Linked DNA regions of Mus musculus: region 2 is linked to region 1. The links are chromatin contacts, called in public Hi-C maps. All regions are on one chromosome and are shown on one strand. The core of a region is the stretch at or near the end of the contact, and the rest is flanking DNA. Distances in the headings are between cores, read along the strand shown. Region 1 has its middle 190 kb from the start of Gm36569. Region 2 has its middle 420 kb from the start of Gm36569.

Evidence for each region. Hi-C and Micro-C count contacts between places; a contact is called where the count stands out from the background.
Region 2: a Hi-C map of cortical neurons shows a contact between it and region 1, with 4 times the contacts expected there. The contact joins two enhancer-like sites. A contact is called at or near these places in 1 of 15 datasets of contacts at CTCF or cohesin (the NIH/3T3 cell line) and 16 of 484 Hi-C or Micro-C datasets (adipose-derived mesenchymal stem cells, cardiomyocytes, cerebral cortex and 7 more).

Annotation. Positions count from the first base shown.
Region 1 is chr3:80,077,397-80,085,046 of GRCm38.p6, reverse strand. No RefSeq gene overlaps it. Among named protein-coding and RNA genes, the nearest start is that of Gm36569, 190 kb to the right of the region's middle. Within about 2 kb of position 5,041, at least 48 of the 459 cell types and tissues checked have an H3K27ac peak or open chromatin away from gene starts, as enhancers often do. A contact at or near this core is called in cortical neurons, where this site is marked.
Region 2 is chr3:80,307,519-80,315,168 of GRCm38.p6, reverse strand. No RefSeq gene overlaps it. Among named protein-coding and RNA genes, the nearest start is that of Gm36569, 420 kb to the right of the region's middle. Within about 2 kb of position 4,103, at least 25 of the 459 cell types and tissues checked have an H3K27ac peak or open chromatin away from gene starts, as enhancers often do. A contact at or near this core is called in cortical neurons, where this site is marked.

The DNA.
Region 1 (7,650 bases), core at 3,792-6,291:
GTATCTAAATTTCAGGCAAGTGATAGAAGACTAGGCTTTGGATAAATATCAGTGCCACAATAATGCCCAAAGGCCCAAAGCTGCTTAGTAGCTTCCCCTGAGTTAAATGCATGCACTTGATCTCAGCGCTGGGATGAGAAGTCAGGTCAAGGAAGTTTTGTAGGATGTCCCTGCAGGTGTCACAAACAGTACACAGCATCCAGGAGTCATTGGTGCAGGGCTTCCTTGGATCCTAGCTGCACCAGAAGTAGTAGATGGGCAGCCAGAATTATATATATAATAGCATCTGGAGTCTCCAAGGTCAGCAGTGGAAGGTGAGACAATAGACAAGCCAAGATTATATTTTCCCAAGAGGAACAGGTGAGTATGCCCTGGGGTTGAGGAAATGTTTTTAATTTAGAAATTTGTGAAAACGAACTGACTCACTGAGGCCCTTCTCTCCCTGCCCTTTCTACTACACCATCTCTCCCTGTCCTTGCTGCTACAAGGGTTGACACTTAAGATGCATGAAAAATGAGATTTCATTTCCTATCTGTGACTTCTTTCTGGTCTTCAGAATCAAGGCACTGTGGAGGCTGAAGCGGGTGAATAAATTCTTCTGTGCTTTATCATCAGCTTAGTCCTCCTCCCACTTTTAAACTCCAGTGAAACGTGAGTGCTAACTGGAGCCTTAAAAAAAAACCTCAAGAAGTGGGAGTAAAGTGGGATGCGCCACCATCTGTTCCCTGACTGCATCCCTATTGATGAGGCTTGTGAAACAGCCCTATGGAGAAGAAACAACAAGATCAAGAGATATGCCAATAAGATATGGAATCAGTGTGCCAACCAGCAGAATTTTGAATAGATACAAAGGACTTGGTGTGTATTTACTCAATAGAATATTTTTCATCTACAAAGAAGGAAAGCCTGCCATTTGGAGCAACATGGATAGATCTATAGGATAATATGTTGCGTGGTTAGTCCGACACAGAAATATGTACATTCTCTGTACATATTTCTGTACATTCTCCCCACATTTGAAAAGTAAAACTTGTAAAGCTGTATGTAGAATATTGACAGAGGTCGGAAAGGGTGTGTGACTAGAGAAAAGGTTGAACTTCATTGTTTCAAATATCACCTTGAATCATCATATATAAATATACATTTATATATTATATGTATATATATGTATGTGTATGTATGTATATGTATATTAATTGAAATGAAAACAATAGAACAGAGTATTAGACCAAAAGAGAGACATACATAACAAAATAGCCACAGTCTGGCCCAGAGAGATGACAGCAGTTGTCAATACCTTCACAGTCTCTGTGGCTGTGACACAAACATATCCTGAGCTGGCTGCAGACAAGAACACTGTTTCCTGTTACGGTAGTTGATAAAGACAATGTTTCTAAATACTTAATGGTATGTATTATATTTATTTACCCACTGCTTTCTTCTCACTGACCTTCAATGGTTTATGTCAATCCCAGTTCTTTATCCAATTGTTCCATACGAAATGAAAGTAAACAGATAATCATCCCTACCCCAAAACTGACTTAGAGAAAAAAATCAATGTTATGATCAAGCAACTCCTACTTTCAACTCTTCTTTAGATACCTATACAAAATAACTGAATTGCGTAATGCTGTGGGTTCTTGACAAGGAGTTTCTGAATGAGTGATTTCATCATGTTGACCTTTGAGGGCCACACAATTTGGTTAAACGATGGAAGAGCTCAAGTCATGATATCACACGTGAGTCAGTGTCTCAGATAGTCTGAAAGACCTGGCTGCAGCTCTGTGCCTGATTCATGGTTGGACTAAAAGAAATGCTCTCTCCCTTCCAGTATTTCTCAGTCAGTACATGCTAAAAAGCATTCCCTTTTTCTTCTATTAAAAGCTGTTTTGAAAGTGTCTCATTGAAAATGCCAAAGCATTTCTCAAAATTGGCAAATGTGAGAAATCTTGGAAAAATTTTAATTAGACTCAATGACAAATACAATTGCAAAATGCAAATTAAATTATGGGCCTGGGGGGGAGGGGGCTGAGGGTGTGAAAGTAAGGCAATGGCTCAATCAAATTTGATCGACGTTCTAATGAATATCCCTGGTGCCATCTTGCTGAAAGCATACACTCTGGGTCAGTAACTCTCCAAAAATGGTGCGCACCAGAGGGTTCCGGTGACCTCACAGAGGTTAGACTCCTTGCTTCTCTGCTAATTAGCTGTGTTAACATGGATAATTTAATTAATCTGTCTGTTACTCACGAGCTAGGAAGAAAATTATTATTTGTATTTCCTCTTTCCTGTTATGAAGTTTCTGCCCAGAACATTTTCCCATTTTTAATTGTTATGTAGGTTTAAGGGTTATTTGGGGAGTAGGGGTTTCTTTTACATGCTGAATATTAATTCTTGGTCAGATTAACACCAATGTGAATTATAGTATGACAATTATAGAGAATAATATAGAAGTTCTTTACAAATAAAACTCAATATAGGACTGCTATATGACCCAGCTATCTCACTTTGGAGCATCTCTTCAAAGGAAATGAAACCAGAGTAAGGAAAGGTGCATACATGTCATAACCTGGATGTAGAACCAGCCAGGTGAATGGATAGAGAATATGTTGTAGATATACAGTGGGGTATTATGTATCTGTACTCCATTGTCTGCATCTTCCTGTGGAACCAGAAAACATGTCAAGTGAAATAACAAGCATGTTTTATCCATAGAAATAATAACAGAAGTAATGATAGTAAAATTAATATCTTACTAGTAGCCTCTCAAATAAATTTAAACAATAACTCCTCAATTTTGGCTGTGTTAATTTATTGGGAATCTCTCACAAAACACAATCTTTGAATTTTTTTGTTGTTGTTTTATTTTGTTTTTTGTCTTTTGAGATAGAGTTTCACTAGGTAGCCCTGTCTGTCCTGGAACTCACTGTGTAGACACAGGCAGATCTTGAACTCACAGAGTTCCATATGCCCCTACCTTCTTAGCTGGGATGAAGAACCTTTACTACCATGCTGAGACAGTTGTATGAAGAAAGAAAGAAGACTGGTAAATCCTAATTGGCTCAGCTTTGGTTCTATGATGACTGTAGTCAACATTTGGCCATTTTAATCTAGGGGTAGTACACACAAGCTATGTGACAAATTTTTAAATTCATAAAATTTAGATTCACTTTTTAAAGAAATTGACATTTACAAATTATCCATGTTCTGTGCTTAAGTTGATTTTATCTGCATGTAAACGTGATGAAAGATATATTTCTCATTCTTTGTTTATTTACTTTTTTCATACCTAGTGTTAGTGTATTCCAAATTCTTTTGGGAGAAAAGTCTCCAGAGTAACTAACTACCCACCTGACACTTGGTTTAAATAGTTGTGTTTTACTGAACAGCTTTGACATTCTACCATTCTTCTTTTAGGGAATGGGTTATTTTATGAATTTAAAACAAACCTGGTAGCCTTGAAGAAGCGTCTTCCCCAGCTCTAAATTCCCTGGTCGCAGGAAAAGAGCATCGTTGTTCTTTCCCGACAAAGTCATGCTGCCACGCTTCTCAGCTAATGAGGAAATGATAGTGGAAGAGCTGTCTGTAGACAGGATAACTCGGGAACTGTTTTTCCTCTCAGACATTTCCTCTACTAAACAAGAGACAGCTGTTACATCACACTGAAGACTGGAAGTGAGGCCTGGAAATGATGGCTTATGTGTCTTTAAAAGTGGCCTGAGAGCAGTCTGAATGCTACGATAACCAAGACCTATGTTTACACACAGCAATGGCTTAGCTTTGCCCAAAAATTCAATCCCTGACTGAAACACATAAAGAACAGAGAAACTGTTTGCAGACAACTGAAACCGAGGCCTACATTTTACAAACATTGCGCTTCTGGGAATGTTTTCATATTGTTTACTTGCAAGGAAGAAAAACCTCAAAGCTAAATGTAGATATCACTGGAAAATAATAAAAAGCACTTCTGAAATTTTCATGAGTCAATAAAAAAACATAATTCCATTTAGAAAAAAATCAATTGACAGATATGTTTCAGAGGGTACAGCTACTATTTAAAGCAAGAGCCACCTATAGTCAAATTCCTTTCTAAAAGGACTTTCTCTCAGTCTTGAAACATTCACCAAAAACATTCCAGACACATTTTATCTCTGGTCCCCAACAGTGTCTTAATTTTTAAGTAATGATTGAATAAAACACACACGCAGTTTTTAGATACTGAAGATGGGAGCAAGCTATTTCCACTGAACAGTGGAGCCTTTTTAGCTCGTCTCTTGTTAAGCCCTAACAAGACGCCATCTTTACAATTCTCTCAAAAGCATGTTGTACTAAAAGCTGCATATCTTGATTCTAAATCTAAATTCAGAGACATCCGTTTCTGAATTTTTAAGATGCCATGCGACGTATATCAAAGCAGTCATTAAAATAGGTTATAACCTTAAAAAGAGGAGGGGGTCATTGTGACGTACTTCATCTTGTTTTATGTGGATTTAAATGAAATCACTTAAAAACAATGAGTTGCTATTGTCGACGCCCTCCCTGTAGAGGAAAATGTTAGGTCTTTAAATTACTTGTCTAGGGAAAAAAGAAAAAGGAAAAAAAACATTGTTTCAGTTGGCTGCGTCGGACGGAGACTTGGGAGAAAAAAAAAAATCCTCTGTAAAAACCAGAAGCAGAAGAAATAGACAGCAACGTCAAAATCTCAAACTGTAGCTGCAGCCAGCTATTTATACTTCCCAGACAGTTCTTGGAAAGATCTATTGTTAAGATTGAGCATTTCCGGGAAGAAGAGGGGGAAAATCCTTAGGTGAGCAACAAATGGTAGTCTTTCAGTCCCTGCCTTTCAGGTGCTGGGAAACATTCACTTTAAGTCTTGTCAGGGTACAGAAAAATGATCCTTCCTCTCTTCCTCTTGCTCTCGTGCTTGAATCTGAAAAGAAACTTGTCTTACACCCAACTGCACTCCCTTCGTTCCTAATTTCCTCCATGCCTTCCCTCTTCCCTTTCTCATTTTCAGCCCCAGGTTTCTTTTTAGAGGGGGAAGAACTTGCTAAAGATGGCGTTCTACCCAGTGCTGCCCTGCCCTCTAGTGGCGCAGAGCCTGTACTCCGTACTCTCTGTTTTTTTGTTTTTTTGTTTTTTTTTTCCCCTCTCACTAACCTCTCTGCCGTTCTTCAGCTTTTTAGCCTTCTTCTATTCCTTACACATCCCTTTAGCTTTTTCTCGTTTCTGTTATCCTCTCTCTCCTTCAGCATCCAACCTAAAGCTGTCTGTAAAAGAAGGACTTGCAAAATGTGTATACTTAAAATTCGAAATGATTCGAAAAGAAAAACTTGGTAACTAAATTCTCTCCTCAGATTTAATCGGCATGCTAAATCCACAAGCTAAATTGGACCAAGTCAGAGACTGATGTACTTGGTAAACCTTAGAGAATATTAGTCTCTCTCTAAGAAACTCCTATGCAAATTGACTATCTCCATAAAGTTGGAGCCACTTTGACTTAGCACCATGCAGGACTGGGATCTTACCTATTCAGGAGGCTGAGACAGGAGGGTCAAAAGTTCAAATACAACTGTGAGACAGAATGGAGGAGTGGGAGGGGGTGCGAGAGAGAGAGAGAGAGACAGAGGAGAGGAGAGACAGAGACAGAGACAGAGACAGAGACAGAGACAGAGACAGGCTGGACTTGGGACTCAGAGGCAGAGAACATACCTAGTATCCCCTTTCACCCCAGCACTAATAAGGGAATAAAACAGTTTCGATATGACTTCCAGCAACACCCAAAAGGCACGGCCAGTTGATTAGCAGCTGTCAAGTTTCTACTTAATCCCTTATTAGCAAATTTGATGGTGACTCCTTGTTCCCCTTTGGACACTGAAGGCCAAATTCCATAATGAAGAGAATATTAACAGACTGTCATGAGGCATGGTCATGTAACTTAATTACTGCTCTGAGTTTAAATATTATTTACCAAAACACCACACTGCTCTAAGTAAAGGACCACAAAACTAACATTTTGATAGTATTTGTGTCATTGGTACCTTATTAAAAGCACTGCCATTTCCAGCTCAGTGCGTCAATATGCTCTTAAAAGCAATATAGATCTCCACCTTCAGGCTTTTATTTTCAGCAGATAATAGAAAGAATGGGGGTGGGCAGCCATAAGCTATAAGAAGTTGTAAAGGTTACCTTCATTTCATAGTTGCACTGATCTAAACTCAGTGGACTTAACATTAAAAGGAGAACAAGGACCTTTTCACATTCAGAACTATGCTACCTGCTCCCAGAAACTTAGTCCCCCAGATATGTGAGCATTTCAGAAAGTTTCTTGCAACACAAGATAGACAGGAGTGATGGCACAGACCAGTGATCCTAGCTACTCAGGAGGCCAAGGCAGGCAGATCACAAGTTCAAGATCTGCTTCCTGCAGAGACAATTGAATTGAAGGCCAGCAATTTAGAGAGAGCCTATCTCAAAAGGTAAAAAGAGCAACAACCAAAAAATGAAACTAAAACAAAAGGAAAACCCAATCTAAAATGTCACCTTTTCATTACTTTTCTATTGGTGGCACAAGAGATGCCATGGCCAAGACAACTTATAGAAGAATTTATTTGGGGTTATAGTTTCAGAGGGTGAGTCCATGACCATTATGGCACTGCAGCCGTCAGGCTGGCATGGCTGCAGTTAAAGCAGTAGCTGAGACCTTGCATCTTGGTCCACAAATGCAAGGCAGAGAGGGCTAACTGGGAATGGCATGGGATTTTAAAATGCAAAGCTCACCCTCAAATGCACACCTCCTCCAACAAGGCTATACCTCCTAATCCTTCCCAAACAGTCCCATCATTTGGGGGTCACGTATTCAAACATATGAGTTGAGCCTATGGGAGGCATTCCCATGCAAACCACCACTTAGAACGCATTCTTGTTCAGAGTCCTCATCAACACCAGCATCGTGGCCTCTTTATTCATGAGATGCTGCTACACATTAGCAACTATGAAATGCTTTATTGGAAGCCATCTTCTTTCAGAGCCTGAAACCACAGCCATCATTGGTAACCTCCTTGGTCTCTGCTATACAGTGACATGAGAAACTTGACCCCAGCTTATGACTTCAAAGGATTCTGGCTCTTTTAGCACTGAAAGCTTGACCAATGAGAGCCTATGTTCCACCCTTTTGCTTTGTGTTATAAAGCGCTCACACATTAGTATCGATGCAGCCTCACCAGACCTCTGTCTTTTCACTCCCTATTGTGTTTCTCATCCTCCCACAGGTGAGTGGAAACTTCTAGAATTTTAGTACTGTTCACTTAAGCTAATAAAGAGGAATAGCCTGCCTCAAGTTCATCTGTTCAGTGCAGCAAGTTAAATAGCATTACTCCTTTTCAAGAATATAAAACATGTATGCTGGATTTGTTAATACACTCCCTTAATCCCAACACTCAAGAGACAGAGACAGGCAGATCTTTGTGAGTTTGAGGCCAACCTGGTTTACATAAAAAGTTCCAGACTAGCCAGAGCTGCATAGTGAAACCCTATCACAAAATAAAACAAACCAACACACACACACACCAGCTCAAACTTAGAGAGAAGAAAATATTGCAAATACGCAAATCTTTCACTTTCATATTTTTGCTAATCTGCATATGGAGC
Region 2 (7,650 bases), core at 2,854-5,353, 230 kb before region 1:
GAAAGATCAATGGAATAGAATAGAAGACCCAGAAATGAACCTACATATTTATGGTCACTTGATCTTTGAGCTAAAATCATGCAGTGGAAAAAGCATTTTCAACAAATGGTGCCGTTTCAACTGGTGTTCAGCATGTGGTAGAAGGCAAATCAACCCATTCTTATTTCCTTGTACAAAGTTCATGTTCAAGTGGATCAAGGACCTTCACATAAAACCAGATACACTGAAATTAATATAAGAGAAAGTGGGGAAGAGCCTCGAACACATGGGTACAGGGGGAAAATTTCCATTGAACATTTCTTTACCTGTTCTTGGACATTCGAAATTTCTCTGTTGAGTTCTGTTCAGCTCAGTACCCCATTTATTAATTGGGTTATTTGTGGTCTTGGTGTCTAACTTCTTGAGTTCTTTATCAATTTTGGATACTAGCCTTCTGTCTGATGTAGAGTTAGTGAAGATCTTTTTCCAATCTGTAGGCTGCTTATATGACCTAACGACAGTGTATTAGTGTGGTTGCCTTTGCATTTAGGGCATAGATATTCAGAATTGAGATGTCTTCCTGGTGGACTTTTCCTTGGATGAGTATCAAATATCCTTCTATGTCTCTTCTTACTGCTTTCAACTGGAAGTCTATTTTATTAGATATTAGAATGGCTATTCCAGCTTTTTTCCTTAGGACCATTTGCTTGGAAACCCTTTTTCCAACCTTTTTGTCCTGAGATAATAACTATCTTTGTTGCTGGGGTGTGTTTCTTGTATATAGCAGAATGATGGGTTCTGTTTATGTTTGTCTGTGTCTTTTTACTTGTGAATTGATTTCATTAATGTTAGGACATATTAATGACCAATGACTGTTACTTCCTGTTATTTTGATATTGGTGATGGTTGTGTGTGTGTGTCTTACATTGGTTTTAATGGTGTGAAATTATTACTTCTTGTGTATTCTTGAGTGTTGTTAGTCTCCTTGAGTTGGAGTTTTCCTTCTAGTATTCTCTGTAGATCTGGGTTAGTAGAAAAGTATTATTTAAATTACTTTTTTGTTTTTGTTTTTTTAAGAATATCTCAGTTTCTCCACCTATGGTGATTGAAAGTTTTTCTGGGTATAGTAGTCTGGGCTGACATCTGTTGTCTTTTAATGTCTGCAAGACCTCTGCCCAAGTCCTTCTAGCTTTTAGAATCTCAGATGAAAAAGCACATGTAATTCTGATAGGTTTGCCTTTATATGTTACTTGGCCATTTTAAAAATGCAGATTTAATTCTTTTCTAGTTTGGAATATTTAATGTTTTGATTATTTTGTGAGAGGAATATTTTCTTTTCTTGTCCAATCTATTTGGTGTTCTGTAAGCTTCTTGTACGTTAATAAGTATCTCTTTCTTTAGGTTAAGATAAGTTTTCCTTTATAATTTTGTTGAAGATGTTTTCTGGGCCTTTGAGGTGGTAATCTCTTTCTTTTATTCTTATTATTCTTAGGTTTGGTCTTTCATAGTGTCCCAGATTTCCTGAATGTTTTATGCTATGAACTTTTTAAAATATATGATAGAAGAAATCACTATATCTTCTATCTCGGATTCTCTCTTCCATCTCCTATATTCTGTTGGTGAGGCTTATGTCTGTAGTTCTTGTTCCCTTTCCTAAGTGTCCCATCTCCAGGATTGCCTCAGTTTGTGTTTTCTTTACTACAACTTCCTTTTTCATGTCTTGGGCAGTTTTATTTATATGCTTCACTTGTTTAATTTTATTTTCTGTATTTCATTATATTTATTTGCTTCCTCTTTTAATGCCTCTACCTGTTTGAATGTATTTTCCTTTATTCCCTTAAGTTATTTATCCATGTCCTTTTAAAAGGTCCTTATTATCTTTATAAAATAGGATTAAAGATCCTTTCCTTGTGCTTCAGTTTCCTTAGGATAAACAGGTTGTGCTGAAGCAGGATATCTGGGCTCTAGCAGTGCCTGTTGCCCTGAGACTTGTTGATTGTGCCAATACACTGTCCTTTAGGCTTCTAGTTTTCCCTGGTTTTGGCTAGATGTTTCAGATGGCAGCAGGATTTCTCAGGAAAAGGAGGAGTGGGATGTGGGACAGACAATAAAGTTTAGGGTAACGGACTATGCTGGCTGTGCCTCAGGTAGACCTCACTGGCAAGGCACAGGTAGAGAAATGTTCCAAATTAGTATTTCTTGTGATCTCCTCAGTTTTCTACAGAATAATAGGAGGCTCTGAGGGTCCCACAATGGTCACCAGAACTGAAAAACAAGCCCAGAGATAGTACATGGGGCTCAGGGAACTGCACACAACTCACCTGTGCAGGTTTGTATGTTCCAAGCAGACTGACTAGAATCAAGACATTCTTTGAAAGCAGAACTTTTTAAAGTTATCAACAAAAGCATCAGACTTTAAGTAAAGAATTAGCTTAAGAAATCTTGAAGAGAAAACTTCATCATCAATCGCATGAAAACTGAAGTTGAGGCTTTCTAATCCCCAGCCTCAAGTCTTTATCACTTTCCTTCTTCAGACTCATTAATTTAGTCTTAAGGTCCTGAATTTCACATCAACACCTTTTCACATTTTGGAAGTTTCATAAGCATATAAATCATTAATTCAGTTCTTTATCAGTCCTTGGAAACTGCAGTGATCATGGCTGTCTTAACTTCACTTAGGCTTTCTTTCATCATTCTCCTCTGGAAAGATTCACACTAGCAAAATCAACCCCCCCACCTCCCCTACCCACCCCCATCCCGCTTGGCAGAGTGCTGTTAGAAAAGAAAAATGACTCCCCTCACCTTGCATCCAAGGACATGACTACAAATCAAGTGGTTTTTGTTTTTTGTCCGAATTCTCCTATATTACAAATGATTTCAATCTTTTGGTAGTTCAAAGCAAGTATTGTGTGAAAGCAACTTCTATAAACATGTTTCTAGTCATGTGTAGACAGGGAGATAAGGAACTGTGAGAGTTGGCTTTTCAAGAAGGTGACAAAATATCTTATATAATCCACTTGAAATAGATGAAATAACTAGTGGTTGCACAGCTCACAGAGCAAGTTAGTTGGCCATATTGCTTTGAGCCTATGGTAGAGCAGGAAGCACGTGACAGAGTAAATCTTCCCTCTACATCATAACCATGGAACAAAGAGAGAAATGGACAAGAGCTTGTATCCACAATCCCCTTCAAAGGAGCACTCCAGTGACCTGACCCTCCTATAATATTCTATCCCCCACTAACACCACAGTCTGGTGACTAAGCCTTTAGCAATTTTGCCTTTGGGATGCCTTCAGATTCCAGTTAGTATTTACTCATTCAAAGAGTCTATGGTTCTGTGCTGGGAACATTCCCAGAGTCTGAGTGTTTCCAGTTGTTCCATAAAATCCGGTGGCTGCTATAGTACATAGACACTTCTCTTACTCCCCAAAAGCAAGGCTCTGAATTCTTAGCAGGTTAGGCTCTGGTTAAGTAGTTTCTCTGAGAGAAAGCCTACCAAAGAAGGAATGGTTACTGATTTTCATGCAAGTAAGAGGGTTTCCTGCCCTCGCCAAGAACACTAGGTGAGACTCCTGTGATTAAGCACACACACACACACACACACACACACACACACTATCAATGGCTGGAACTTCACACTCTCATTCCTCTACACTGAGCCCCTATAAAGTCATCAGTTCCACACATTCACCTGTCTCCTTTTCACTCTCTGCTCTTGGGAGCAAATGTGTGCTCTATAATTTCATTATGCGTATAATTCTATAATAAACTTCTATCCAAAATGCAAAATCTACCTTCCTTCATTGTGTACTATGCAGCACAAAATGCATCGAGTACATATCTGTTTTATTGTTATTTAAGCACTGTTTCTACAGGGCACATTGACAACATTATAATTTCTAATGAATGAGGTGGGCCATCTAGGAGAAGGCACTTTAAATATGGGTGCCTGCCTATACTATCATAAATGCTACAAAAATACTAAGAAAATGTATAAATCATTCCATTTATAAATTTATAAGTGATTCTCTTCTTGCCTATTTTTAATCCTCAGTGCATTCAATAGAGTGCTTTGTACTTTATATATCTTTCTGACTTTAATGTGTCTGAAGCCACACTGTATTCCTGTTTCCATGGCCACATCCTAGCACACAATTTGGTATTCATAAGAAATATATGTTAGAGAGTTGGACCCGAGTTTTCTGAATTTATTTTTCCCCTGGGAGTGAAAGCAGGGATTGAAATGGAACTGTTTTGCACACCCCTCAACTGCACAGCACTGGAAAGCCAAGTGAAGTCAAGGTTTTAGTGAGTGCTGATTACGCACTCCACTGGCTGAGGAGATTGCTTCTGCTTTCTCCCCATGTGTTCTGCGAGTGTGATAGGCAATTCCCCTTCTTCATGCTTCCCTATTGATGATATTTCCAACCTCACTTTGTTTCTCATACCCAAAGGTACATAGAATAGATAAAATAGAGAGCCGTGAGTCATGCTGATAGAATTGTGATAGAAAAATGGAGCATGGGTGAAGAGGAAGGGAGAAAGAAAGGTGAGAACAGAACACACCGGAGCGTGGAGACATGCACGTCTTGACATCAGGCAACTTTGATGCTGCCAGGGAAATAGGGGTCAACTGTGGGATTGGAAAGTGGATCACATTCAAGCTGCGGTGCCAGGAGATAATCAATGGCTGTTAGAAGAGGCTTCAAAGTAACAGAGAGGTTAAGCAATACCATCCTGCCTCACAGTATCCCAGGAGAAGCCTGAGCTTTGGTGGTTCTTGAAGACTGGAGAACTGAGCAGTGAGGGTTCAAATTATGACAGTTATACAGGTGTGAATCTTGTCACTATTAAAGTGGAGAATGTGTACTAGCAAGTTTATTTTTGAAATACTCACTATAATTTTCTAATTTCCTAAAAAGCGCCCTCTAACTTACTTTTGTGTATTGGAGTTTTGCTCTGTCCAGGAAGGGGCTGGGGAGCACAGAAAGCTTAATTGACAGCGCTGTGTTCATTGAAGCCAGAGTTGTTGGCCTTTGATGCGTGAAACCTCTGGCATTTAACCAGTGACCCTGAAACAAGGCCAAAACTCAACCCCAAATGTCAGCACAGAGAAAGGCCAGGTATTTCATGAAAAATTTGCTTATGAATTTTACATGTAAGGATCATGTTTTCTGGTCATTTAAAACGTTCTCCCCTCACCTTTATTTACTGTAACCTTTAATATTTCAAAGATAGTCTAGCCATTTGTTAGTCAAATTCAAGGAAGTCTTATGAATATTGATTCCTGAAATGTTATCATTTTACCAATACAGAAGTATTTTCTAAATGTAAAAATTAATTCTAAAGTACTTAACCTAATACCCAGATAAGCTCTCTGGTCTCTTTATCACATACTCCTTTGAAATCATATTTCAATATTGTTTTAGTAGGAGAATTAGAGAATTATTTTTTGAAGGTCAACACTATCCTTAGGGATTTTGGTTTTTTGTTTTTTGGTTTTTTTCTTATTTGCTTTACATCCCATTCACTGTCCCCTTTCTCGCCACCCCTTTCCAAGATCCTTTCCCCCATTATCTCCCATCCCCTTCTCAGACCAAGTTGGGGCACTCTGGGTATCCTCCCCCTACACTCCCACATCTAGTTTTTGTGAGGCTAAGCACATTCTCTTCCACTTAGTCCAGACAAGGCAGCTTACCTAGAAGAACATATTCCACATACAGGCAACACCCTTTGGAACAGTTCCCACTTCAGTTGTTTCAGACCCACATGAAAACCAGGCTTCATATCTGTCACATATATACAGGAAGTCCTAGGTCCAGTCTGTGTATGTTCATTGGTTGGTGGTCTCTAAGAACCCCAATGGTCCAGGTTAGTTGACTCTGTTTTTCTTCCCATGGAGTTCTTATCCCCTTAGAGGCTGCAATCCGTCCTCCCATTCTTCCATAAGAGTCCCCAAGCACGATCCACTGTGTGACTGTGGCTGTAAAGAGAATCACTAGTCAGGTGCTTTGAGCAATGTTTTGTACTGAAAACAGAAATTTAGATTCTAAAGATTCTCTAAAGCTAACAGACAGAAAAACATGAATAACTTTGCAAATCCTTATTCAATTTTAAAGCAAAAGTTTGCCGTTGAATGCTACTTTAATTAGATTAACTATAATCAATTAACTAGAATTTTGAGGTTTTATTATTACAGAAAAAGAAAGGAAGGGAGGAAGGAAGAAACTGTATGCTACTTCTTTCCCTGACCCTTTCTCTGCCCCTCCTAAAGTATGAAGAAAAAGGGAGTATTGCTAGTTTCCATCAGGTCTCTGGAAGCATTTGGATCTTCAATCTAAATTCTTTCATCTAAATTAAAAAATATCAGTAGCACAAAAAAAGAAACAAAAAGCATTTACCAAACAATAACAAAAAAAAAAAACCCACTACAAGACCAACAAAACTCCCATTATCTTTAAACAGACCTTAGCTATAATGATGACGCACACTATGTTTCTATGTGTCAGATAACATTTTCCATGCATTATCCTCCTTAAAGATCATGATGTTGCTGACATGGGGCTTGAATTTAAGTTTGAAAGATCCCATCAGCTACCTTTGGACCATAGTGAAGAGGATGGTCAGAATATTGGCTGTTCCTCTTACAGGACCAATCCCACAATCCTGACTTTGGCCATGTTTGGTAGTCAGGCGGGCTTTGGAAAAAGGAACATGTCTCCAATGCATGTGCAAACAGAAGACTGTCATGCCATCAGTGTACTCTCTACCTTCTTATGATATCTTTCCCTTGTGCCTGGAAGGGCATTCCATGAGTCTGCTCCCAACATCTAGATGACATGCTTGGGCAGCAGATGCCATACAGGGCTCCTGACAGTGTTACAAATGTTAGAACTTGAAGCAGAACACTATGCATCGGAAGAGTTAGGGTCACATTTTGTGCTACATGGTGAATCATGCCTCCTCTGACACATACCCTTTACTGTATCTGTTTCTATCTGCTTAACCCTCTTGCATGAAGAGGAGTTTGTTTGTAATGTAGGTTAATTTTTTTTCCTGCAAATAAACTAGAACAAATCAAAATGCCCTTCCCTGCAAAACATTCTGACTCTACCATAAAATCTTTTGGTAAGCTCTGTAAATAGAGAACATAATTAAATTAGCACAGCATGAGAATTATAATATGCCCACTCTGGTTGGTTGCTACACAAAGTGCATATCAAGTAGAAAAGCAAATACTTTTCGGAGATTATTTTCCATTATCCACTGTTAATAGCATGCCTCCTGGTACCTGCTAAACCATTTAAACTTCGTCTGCAAGCACATTCTAAAACAGATTCTGTTGACAGGTGCAGTTCGGAGGACTACTTCTTCCTCTGTGGAATTACATCCCTCTTACTCCTACTCCTTCCTTGTAAATGGTACTTAAACTCACTGACGCCTGGATGCTTTTATTACAGAGTGATTCATCTAGTTTTTAATCTCTTGGCCTTTTCAGTGGGATGATACAATCTCAGGAATTAAGAATAAAAAAGATCACTTGCATTCACATTTTTATACTTAAAGTGAGCAGCTTCCCAACACCATAGTTGAACACAGAAGGTTAAGTCAGTCCTTGTGCTAATAAGCAACTGCCTACACACCTGTGGGGGAGTATAGCTTAGCCAGGA